3 separate regions of the Danio rerio genome follow, and regions 1 and 2 are each linked to region 3. Evidence: chromatin contacts called from public Hi-C and HiCAR-type data. All regions are on one chromosome and are shown on one strand. The core of a region is the stretch at or near the end of the contact, and the rest is flanking DNA. Distances in the headings are between cores, read along the strand shown. Region 1 holds the start of psme4a (proteasome activator subunit 4a). Region 2 holds the start of erlec1 (endoplasmic reticulum lectin 1). Region 3 holds the start of memo1 (mediator of cell motility 1).

The links. A called contact is a pair of places that touch in the nucleus more often than the background predicts. HiCAR-type assays count read pairs that join an accessible place to other places.
Region 1: a HiCAR-type map of caudal fin shows a contact between it and region 3, with 8 times the contacts expected there. The contact joins the promoter of psme4a here to the promoter of memo1 in region 3. A contact is called at or near these places in 4 of 18 Hi-C or Micro-C datasets (caudal fin, embryo, hematopoietic stem cells and 1 more) and 4 of 4 datasets of contacts at active chromatin or transcription factors (caudal fin, embryo, gastrula embryo and 1 more).
Region 2: a Hi-C map of hematopoietic stem cells shows a contact between it and region 3, with 4 times the contacts expected there. The contact joins the promoter of erlec1 here to the promoter of memo1 in region 3. A contact is called at or near these places in 4 of 18 Hi-C or Micro-C datasets (caudal fin, embryo, hematopoietic stem cells and 1 more).

Annotation. Positions count from the first base shown.
Region 1 is chr13:39,150,071-39,153,780 of GRCz12tu, forward strand. psme4a (proteasome activator subunit 4a) reads left to right here and starts at 1,281. Exons shown (of 48, transcript NM_001423996.1): 1 at 1,281-1,813; 2 at 3,563-3,703. The coding sequence starts at 1,557.
Region 2 is chr13:39,221,177-39,224,991 of GRCz12tu, forward strand. erlec1 (endoplasmic reticulum lectin 1) reads right to left here and starts at 1,486. Exons shown (of 14, transcript NM_199432.1): 1 at 1,270-1,486; 2 at 896-1,000; 3 at 435-515; 4 at 122-199. The coding sequence starts at 1,398.
Region 3 is chr13:38,985,654-38,989,005 of GRCz12tu, forward strand. memo1 (mediator of cell motility 1) reads right to left here and starts at 1,690. Exons shown (of 9, transcript NM_199794.1): 1 at 1,364-1,690. The coding sequence starts at 1,424. wdr27 (WD repeat domain 27) reads left to right here and starts at 2,655. Exons shown (of 25, transcript XM_009307487.5): 1 at 2,655-2,699; 2 at 2,956-3,135. The coding sequence starts at 2,974.

The DNA.
Region 1 (3,710 bases), core at 31-2,530, 160 kb after region 3:
CCAGACAGGTCTTGGACCTATTACAGTTCCTTACCACTACGCTTAATGATTTTAGTTAGGCAAAGGAAAAATATAAAATCAAAACAAAATGCTATGCAACTACACGCTGTTTGAGGACAAAACCTTACAAATGAAATATAAGAACTGAACAATTCCTTTGGGTGCGGTAAAAGGGTTTAAGTGTAATTACTGAATCTGGTTCATTCATTCATTCATTTTCCTTCAGCTTAGTACCTTTATTTATCAGGGGTCACCACAGCAGAATGAACTACCAACTTATCCAGCCTATGTTTTAGGCAGAGGATGCTTTTCCAACTGCAACCCAGTAGTGGGAAACATCCATACACTCTCATTCACACACATACACTATGGCCAATTTAGTTTATTCAGTTCACCTACAGCGCATGTTTTTGGACTATGGGTGAGCACCGGAGCTCGCGGAGGAAAGCCACTCCAACATGGGGAGAACATGCAAACTTCACACAGAAATGCCAACTGACCCACCCAGGACTTGAATCAGCGACCTTCTTGCTTTCAGGCGACAGTGCTAACCACGGATCCTCTGTGTTGCCTCCGGCCCATTGAATTATTAGGAAATAATCCACACCTCAGAGGTGCATTATTTTTGTAATAATTCAACGGCCTGTTTATATTATTCCTTGTGTAAGGTACAACAAATCAGAAAGATATGTAGCTTAAAAGATCCTCCCGTCATAACAAAACTCAACATAAAAATGTTGTAAACATAATGTTGTAAATATATTGAACAACCACAATAACTGAACAACCACAAGTCAGTGATTTGTGTTTCACAACACAGACCTTGATTCAATAAAGCATTCGTTGATTTTTAACTGAAATGTCCTTGGTGATTGACAAAATTTAACAGCAAATTTAAAGTTAATTTATTTTTGGTGAATTAACCCTCACCCAACTACTAAAAAAAGATTAAATTAAACGATATATAAATATTGAATAACCTAATATAGTAGTTTAATATTTGTTAATTTATGAGTAATTTAAAGATGATCTCTTTATATTTGATTCATTGAATAAATGATTCTATTGGTCTACACCTGGGTAAAATCACTTAGGCCTCATTATTTTTATTTAATTTTTCTAAATAATGTTGTGAAATAACATCGGAATGAAGTTATTTTCACAGGGCAAACCGATTCATTCTTTCCTCTCCGGTGTCAACTCTCGGTAAACTGTTCCTGGATCTGTTATATTAGGAGACCGTTAGGTGGAAGTGACGTCAGTGAGGAGGGTGGAGTTGCGGCATGTGTGTGTTTGGTTGGTTACAGCTGAATGGAAACGAATACATGGAGCGCTCGTATAGAAATACGATGCATGACAACAAGCGCTTCTGCTTAAAAGAAGTCATCATTGTCCTAGAGAGCTCAGAAACGACACGAACGATGACAGCGCGCGTCTTCCGGCAAGGAAATTTCACCGCTGTATTATGTTTTTGACATTCATAATAGTTGTGTAATTTTCTTAACCCACTGTATATATTTTTTATTTTTTCTCACTGTTCGGAATATTTTTTGTTCATGACTGTCTCCAATATAATCGAAGTGGAGGAGCCGGAATTAGAGAACTGTAACGTTAAAATGAAAAAAGAGGCATCCGAATTGTTAGGGTTTTCTCCGCAGAAAGATATTGTTTACAACGAACTTCTGCCGTACAAGGACAAACTTGACGATGAGTCCAATGAAATTTTGGCACAGATCAAAGGAAACCTCGGTCGAGCCGTCCAACTCCGAGAGGTCTGGCCAGGGGTCTTGTTTTGGACGAGGAAACTTTCCACGTAAGTATTTAAGAAACATTAACTCCATGTATTACCCAGGGTTAATTCGTTTTGTCTACCGACTAATTTAAATAATGGACTTGCCCTAGAATATGATCATGAATATTGTATTCCTTAAATCCTAATATCCTTAACTGGAAATGTGATGTTCCAGTCCAGACCAGGCAAACCCGAATGACCCGTTTGTATTTAGGAGGATAAGGATAAAGTAAAAATATCTCCAGTCAAGTGCGTTTTAAATAGAGCGCTAATGTACAGCGAGCTTTCCGCTTATGCGCATGCGTAGTCCATGCACTGTTTTACTTGAGTCATTGTTAAAACATTATACAATATTTGAGAATAATCGAAAGAGGATTTAACCAAGTGTTTTATTATCTTGAGTTGTTTGTTTAAATGCCTGGTCGACAGAACAGTTACAGTTAGCTTTTATAACAACATAGAAAAGGTTACTAAATGTGGACTATTTTGGTTTTTAGCCTTTAAAGTTAAAGTGAAGGTAAGGGAATGACAGGTGTTCAACAAGCCATAATTTGTCAGTGATTGCAAAATGACTTGTTGGTCATGTTTTCGCCACTCTATTGCTATTCTAGGAGCACAAGCACAAACAGTTACTGATGTCAGACTGCTTGTGACTCTTATGAGATGCAATCCTCATATCTGTAAACAGTAAACATGCGCAGAAATATTGTCCTCAATGTCATCCAAGCCATGTGAGTAAACCAGGACATCACTAAATCTATTCATGGTTACCTAAGCGTCACGTATTTGTATTGGAAGTTGTCCTGCAGTGTTTAGGACATGGTTTTCACCTCTGCCATTCCAGAGAGAATCTAAACAAAACCCACTTGGCAAGCTATCGCCATCCTCAGAACTGAAACTGGTATCTGGGTCTGGCCTAGATTATTTGATTGTGTCAGGTCAGCCACCAGTCAACTTCCTTTTCATTGGAAAGCAAGCTTTGACAGCTTGACCCAAATCTTCTAATTAAAGTGATGTGCTTGGACGTTACATGATGCTTCTTTAACTTCTCATTTCAACATAGAGTAACCAATCACTTACCAATATAAGACAAGGCAATCTAAAGTTGTTAGCTCTGTTTTATTCATAGAAGCACATTGCTTATGTTATGATCCAATATTTACAGTAATAATACAGTAATCATCAAAAATGTTAAATCAGCCATTATTAACACTTCCCCATTTTTTCCAAACCTGTTTGATTTTCTTTCTTTTGTTGAACACAAGGGGAGATATTTTGAAGAATGTTGGAAACCAGTAGCCATTGACTCCCATAGTAGTTTATTAGTTTACCAGTTTCCAACATTCTTCACTCTCCAGTGTATCTTCTTTTATGTTCAACAGAAAAAAAGCTCATTGACACTTGAAAGTAAGTAAATGGCAAGCAAATTTTAGATATTTTTTTAATTTAGTTTTTTTTTTATTGGAGTTTTCAGATTTACACACATATAGGGTTTTCCCCATTGGGTACACAAAACAATCAAACACAGGGATATATAAATAAAAAATAATTAATTAACAAATACACAAATTACATTAAGAATTCAAAGACATCATAAGACCAATCTAAACGATACACTCATAATTGCACATTTCAAATTTTGACTAAACTATCCCCTAATAAATCAGAAGTTGAGGTTCAACACTGCCAGTTTTAGAATTGACAAAGTTCTGTTTTCATAGTTTGAATGTATTTAAAGTGTTTTGATACTACACCACACATTTCCTTTAGGTATATCCGATTATATGGAAGGAAGTTCAACAAAGAGGACCATGTGCTCTTTGTCAAGCTGCTCTACGAGCTGGTCACCATCCCCAAACTCGAGATCAGTATGATGCAGAGCTTCGCACGTCTCCTCATCACACTGCTAAAGTAAGCC
Region 2 (3,815 bases), core at 236-2,735, 240 kb after region 3:
ATATATTTATTATTTTCCCAAGTGTATATAACTATCCATATCCAAATCCAGCTAATTGAGTAATCCCATACAAAGATCGGACCCCTGTTCTTTAACAGGTTACATGACACAGTGATTTTACCTGCCCTGTCTCTTTGTCCTCGTGGTACTGCCGCACATGTTTCCCATGGCAAACTTCATAGGTCCAGTATGACTCAATCTGCAAGTTTAAATGTCCATCATTAGGCCAAACTGTGATCACATTATATATTATGAGTGTTATGACTTAAGGAAAAAAACAACAAAGAAAAGAATTAAGATTTTTTTCAATAATTTTACTCTTTATTAAAAAAAATAAGTATTTTTTTTTTTTTAATGTGGTGTAGATTTAGATCTAGACATATAACAATATTTCCAAAACATACAGTACACAGAAACTGAGAGAAGAAACTCACCCTGTAAGAGCAGCTGCTCTGTTTGAATAACGGCTCCAGCAAAGCAGCTGGACTCGGCCCGCTGTACTCCTTCACCTCATCCTTCAAAAGAGACACACAATAAATTATGTACATTAAACTATGGTTGGTGCAGAAAACCATGGTTAATGTGTGGTAATCATAAAACACACAACCACAGTTTTTAATATTATGTATTTATGTGTTGCTAAAATGTTCGTAACATGCTTTAGCAAACATGTTTTTGTCATATCCTTGTTGCTAACATCAACTTCAGACTATCTGCTTTTTCAAAGTTTTAATCATAAAGTCAGAGTCAACTATGTGATGGTCAGATCCGACTTACAGCTTTAAAGCTTAAAGAGAAAACAGTTAGGAACTTTACATCTCAGAAGAATAATTTTAAATGTATATTATATTTAACTTCTCAAGCTAAAATAAAAAATCCCAATGAATAAACTCACATCCAGATTGCTTGTCAAAGATGGCAATAAACACTTGTACTTTTCTTTTTCTGTAGTTGTCATAATAACATAGTCGTCTTCTCTGTACAGGCCTCCTGACGTTGACTGTGGAAAGAGCAAACAAAAGTGCTGCAAATTTAGCTTTAGCAAAATAACGACTATGACAAACCAAGCCCTCAGCACAGATGAGTTAAGTCAAACTGCTGCATATTTACTTTAATACTTCATAATGCTGTAAGACACACAACATGACAGCTCAAACCAATACACATGCAGCTGTTATGAAGCGACCTCAGCCAACACGCTGACCATAAAACAAAACAAACCGCACGTCAACCTGTATTTACATCTGTTTGTGAGATGTTTTGACTCACCAGCGTAAAGTCTGCCCCTGGCCATTTAATTTTGAAGGGGATCTCATCTGAAAACACTGGAGATCCTGCACGATTTGCAGACACCCCGACACAAATCAGTCCCCAAAACCAGCGCCAAAACAGCCGCATCGCCGCCGCTGAGCCCCCGGAAGCGTTATCGAGACATTAGAAAGACAAAGCTGGAAAAAACGGCTATTACATCCAGTCTGTGCAATGTAAGGTTCGGCTAACAGCTGATAGTTTAACAAGAGTTACAACAGGAAGCACATCAGGAGCTTGTCATCTTGCCACGTCCATTTCCGGAATCAGGCGGAAATTCCGCTCAGCCAATAGCTCGTGAAGGCGCATTCTCTGTTTGTAGTGCTGATGCGCCATATAGATGTGCTGATGCGCTATAGCAAATTTGCAGCGTTAATTGTGTTTTGGGCGATCTGGCTTAACATTTGCTATGCTATGGCGGTTGTGGAGGAAAGTTTATTTATGCTTCCTAGTAATGTTTCATGAAACTTTATTCATTAGCAAATTACTTTTTTTGAATAGTAGTTTAAATGCAAAAGTGCCGTCCGAAATTCTTTTCTAAAATCAGCATTTTTTCTAGCTGTTGTGATGTTTCTGTTTTCATTGGCTTAAACTCAAATGTTTAAAGATACACAACATATTTTATGGGAAAATAAAATCTGATCATTTAGAGGCATTTGCATCTGAACACTTCAAATTCATTCATTCATTTTCTTGTCGGCTTAGTCCCTTTATTAATCCGGGGTCGCCACAGCGGAATGAACCGCCAACTTATTCCCTTCCAGCCGCAACCCATCTCTGGGAGAACTTCAAATTAACTTTAATTCATTTTCTTTTTAGCTCATTCATTAGGGGTCGCCACAGTGGAATGAACCACCAACTTATCCAGCATTCATTTTATGCAGCGGATGCCCTTCCAGCTGCAACCCACACTGTGGAACATCCATACACACTCATACACAACGGACAATTTAGCTTACCTAATTCACCTATAGCACAGGTCTTTGACTTGTGGGGGAAACCGGAGCACCCAGAGGAAACCCACACGAACACGTGGAGAACTTGCAAACTCTACACAGAAATGGCAACCGACCCAGCTGAGGCTCGACCCAGCGAACTTCTTGCTGTGAGGTGGGAGCGCTATCCACTGCACCACCGCATAGCCTTCAAATTAATATTTTTAAAATAATTTAATAAATAGATTCTTTTAAAGTATTTCTGCAGCAATTGAGATAATAATTATCATCAAATCAGTCAGAAACACATTTATTCATTAACAAAACAAGATCAATAAAATTTACTGATCTTTATTAACATTAGTTAATTCATTTGCAACTGTTCATTGTTAGATTATGCTATCTCAGGACTATTAGTCTAAAATTAACAGATATAGAATTTTATTTTATCATGTATTATAATAAAATGCTATATTGAATGTTATCAACATTGATTAATACATGCTTTAGAAAGATTTTTCGATGTTATTCATTAGCTTTTTAAAATCTGATTTATCTATTTTTTACAACTCATTATAATTTAGTCAACAAGCATATTATTTCATTGTAAATAAATTTGAATGTTAATTAAAACAATTATATATATAAGATCAGTCATTTTAATATGAAACTTTGATGGAAAAATATCTTTACCCTCACATTTATCTGTATTCAGAAACAGTTTATGGGTTCAAATGTATTTAATGTCAGTTATTTCCTCTTTTGATAATTTATGTCTTGCTCTAAAAAATACTATTTGACTACATGAAGTAAATTATGGCGACGCGGTGGCGCAGCAGGTAGTGCTATCACCTCACAGCAAGAAGGTCGCTGGTTTGTGCTTTGGCTGGGTCAGTTGGCGTTTTCGTGTGGTGCTCTGGTTTCCCCCACAGTCCAAAAACATGCGGTACAGGTGAATTGGGTAGGCTAAATTGTCCGTAGTGTATGAGTGTGTAGGATGTTTCCCAGAGATGGGTTGCAGCTGAAAGGGCATCCGCTGCGTAAAACATATGCTGGATAAATTGGCGGTTCATTCCGCTGTGGCGACTCCAGATTAATAAAGGAACTAAGCCAAAAGAAAATGAATGAATGAAAGAAAATTATTCGACATGCATTTTGATCCTCTATCTTCCCAAGAGGCTTTTCTCTATTCTCTATGCTCCTTATTTCTCGACTGTCTGTCATAATACCCTCAGAAACTATTGCTTGCATTAGCCACCGCATTCTCTGAAACCTCCATCATATTTCTCCTGGGTATTTAAAAACTACCATCAATCCACAAATTACTCTCAAAGCTGCCTGAGATGACTTGGTGATTGCAGAGCAGTGCTTTATTCTCCATCTACAAGATACATTTTAATATGGATGTTACGGATATTGAGAATTTACTAAATTAGCAGCCAATTTAATCTGAATAGTCTAGAATAATGGCAAGCAAAGAAAGGTTCCATTTCCATTCAAGTGAAGAGGTTACTATTTTTATAGACAGTGTCATGCTTGAATGACATTTCCACTTGGTTTGTGGATCACTGA
Region 3 (3,352 bases), core at 440-2,939:
TGCATGTTAAAAATCAAGGCATAACAGCCTGAGGATGTTTATATTTATGTATGGCACATTTCTCTACGTAAATTTTACTACCTAATATAGATTGTATTAAATTTATTAAAATAGACAATATTTTACAATATACAATACAAAATATCCAAAAATGGGTGTTTCAAACAAAACAAGATCTCTAATGCCAGTGGCAGCATGCAGGTCATGATTTAAAGCCTAGCAGGCTAGTGTAAACACATGTGATCTAGAGTGTGTGCAGTACTAGGCTTTTGTCATGCATCCTTTGTTACTGCATGAAAGAAAAATACATCACCGGCCCTCAACAGACTTTAATGTGGTGACTGTGCTCTCTGTTTTTACTGGAATGGAACTAACCAAATAAATACCGAGCGATGTAACATTAAACAATATTAAATGACGTCAGCATAAAAACTGTATTTTATTTATTCTAAAAACACTTGTGTCATGTACAGCTGTCATAGATACTTCATCAAATAGCTTTAGCCGTTAGCAGGGTAAATCCAGCCTTATGAATAGCGACAGAAGTTCATCAGTATGGATTTACTGATCCAGCAAAGCAGGGCTGGGTGAAGTTAGCGTTGATGGTATATTAATCTGTGGTATTAGTTTGTGTAGTTGTCTTGTGTAAGAAAATACACAAGCACACAAAAATATACACACTAGCTACAGGCTAACCCGCTAACTGCTGGCCTGTTTTTGTTCTCATCTGCTGATTTACACAGAAAAAATGCACGTATATACTAGACACAAAATAAATAAATAAATAAAGAAGTAAAATATGACTGAATCAGTCTTGACAACTTAGATAGTGGCCTTTAAATTAAAGTTAAAGTAGTTTAACTTCAATTCGAATTCGTTTCCAACATTTAAAGTAAGTTACTTTATAAAAGAATCACATGGGATAAAATAAACGACATTTTATGACCAACACCCATTAGAGATTGCAGATTTAGACTTATTGCTGAGCAAAGTGAAATCCCTTTAAAGTGATAACGTTACTATGGCAAAATTAAGCTACTATCATTCAGTTATACATTTAAAACACAATTACAAAATAAACGACTGTCAATTTAGAAAAAAAGCTACACGTTATGAAACGCACCCTGCGGTCTTTAAACAATTTTAGCAACACCTATTTAATAATTCCCAGCTGATCTAAAGGGCTGTGACTGAAACCCAACTGAGATTTCTACTTAGGTAGCATCCTAGTCATCATAGGAGCGGTCAGAATTGCTGTCTGAGCAGGCAGCTCACTATGTATTGACACACTTCCAGACTCTCACACACAGTAAGCAGGACACCGGACCTCAGGCCCGGGCCGCTCTCGGGTCTCTGGCTCTACCTGAGGCCGTGTACCAGCTGCCGGCGTGGCTCGCTTCTCTGCACACCATCCGGTTCGACATCTTGGTGCCCGCGCCGCCTATCTTGGTCCAATAAAACCTCGTCGGTGGGGGGAAGAATGAACTAAAAACACTGAGGAAAATATGCTAGCTCAGAAAGTAACGTTATATGGCTGTGCTAAAGCTGCGTGTCGAGGGAAGCGGTGCTTTTTATAATCTTGATATAAACGCGAGACATATAACTGACGATACGCTTAAGTATAAAGAGGTTGATAGACTGCCTGTGAAGAACAAAGATCCGACCAGTTCAGCCGCTCGCTGCCAAGTTTGTCTCTGTTATCCGGATGGGCTGGTTTGCCCCATCTAGGCTTCCGTTCCGTCAGAGAAACTGGGCTGGCAGAGTTGATTGACAGACCAAAGGCGACATTTTCATTGGACAATGACTATAAGAGGCGTGGCCTATATGATGTATATGTTGATAACGCTTTGATGATTGGATAACTCGGTGTGTTTGTCTAAGATCTATTGGCGAAGAACTGATGTGGGCGTGGACTCGTAGCTCGTTTTATTTGGTGAAAACATTCAGCATATGTAACAACTAGATTGGATTAAGCACACTTTTTTAATGCAGTTTATTTTTTCGCGAAGAGTAATTGTGTGAATTGTTTTAGGATTGTCTATTTGTACAAAACATTGTAAAAATAATGAATTTGTATGACATATAAAACGTTGTTTGCTATATGGAAAATCGTTGTTTTCTATTTTATTTGACTAAAAAAACCTGTTCATCTTCGGCATCTGCTTGTTGTTCTCTCTAAATGTATATATTTTTCCTAATTGTTTGTCATGCTTATAAATAAGCCAATAAGCGTACATTTCTACTGTCTAGCTGCAGTTTACCACCAGAGGGCACTGCTGTATAAAAGATTATTTGCCTGGCTTCTGGACCCAATCGTGTTTCCTAAAGGTTGGTGTTTGTTTGGACAGCTTGTTTAAATAATAAATCTGAGGTATGAGACCGGCTGCACTACAAAAGATAAGAAATATATAAAATTAAGGCAATCCAGGCAAATAACCAGTTACTTGTTCTGTATTAGATGTATTCATATTACAATTGTCATTGTGAATATCAGATAACAGTTTGTATTAAACCATAGACACAGCATTTATATCATGCAATGCATTTATTAATGAATAAAATATTTAATTAAAGAAACTCGCAATCCGACAGTGCAAATTAATTGTCCCTCCTGGTGTGCCGTCCCAAGTAGGTCCCGTTTCCAAAGCAACAGCGACACTATCACAGACGCCACAAGTTTATGAGCGTTTTACTTTCAGGTGAGTGATGATAAACGGAATTAATTAATTAAGTTTTGCTGCTGATGTTTTTTTCACGTCTCACAAATTCAAAAAACGTTGAACATTCGAGTAAAGGTAAAAAAAAAAGTCTAACGTTAATCTTCAGAAAACCACCTGTCTGAGGTGCTAACGTTAGCTAACGGTAATAATAGTAGTTTGCTACGTTAGCTGTTATCTGCTCTGCAAAACATCTAAACACTTTTTCTCAGCCAGACTTTATCATTGTCTGTTACAGGGGAATGTTGGAGACAGCATGGCTGATGTGACCTCAGAGCAGTATTTTATTGAAAGGTTCTCTGTAACCTGCAGTAAGCCGGTTTCCCATCTTCAGTTGGCGTGCTGTCCTTCTCATTGTGCCATCCCATGGAAGGACAAGAATATTAGGATTTATGAAAACAAAATCAACAACCTGGAGGTTATTGTGCACTAATAGTACATCTGGTCTCACCAATCAGTTCATAGGAACCTTGAGTTTACTGGATTTTATCACATTTGTCCTCCACTATTGCTTTAATTCATCATGGCATGTTATCAAAAATGTATTATTTTTTCAATTACCTATTCCCTAAAAACTTATTTAAGGCAGACCAGCCCTCTAGCACTGTTTTCCCGTTCTCTCAAACCCAACCCCT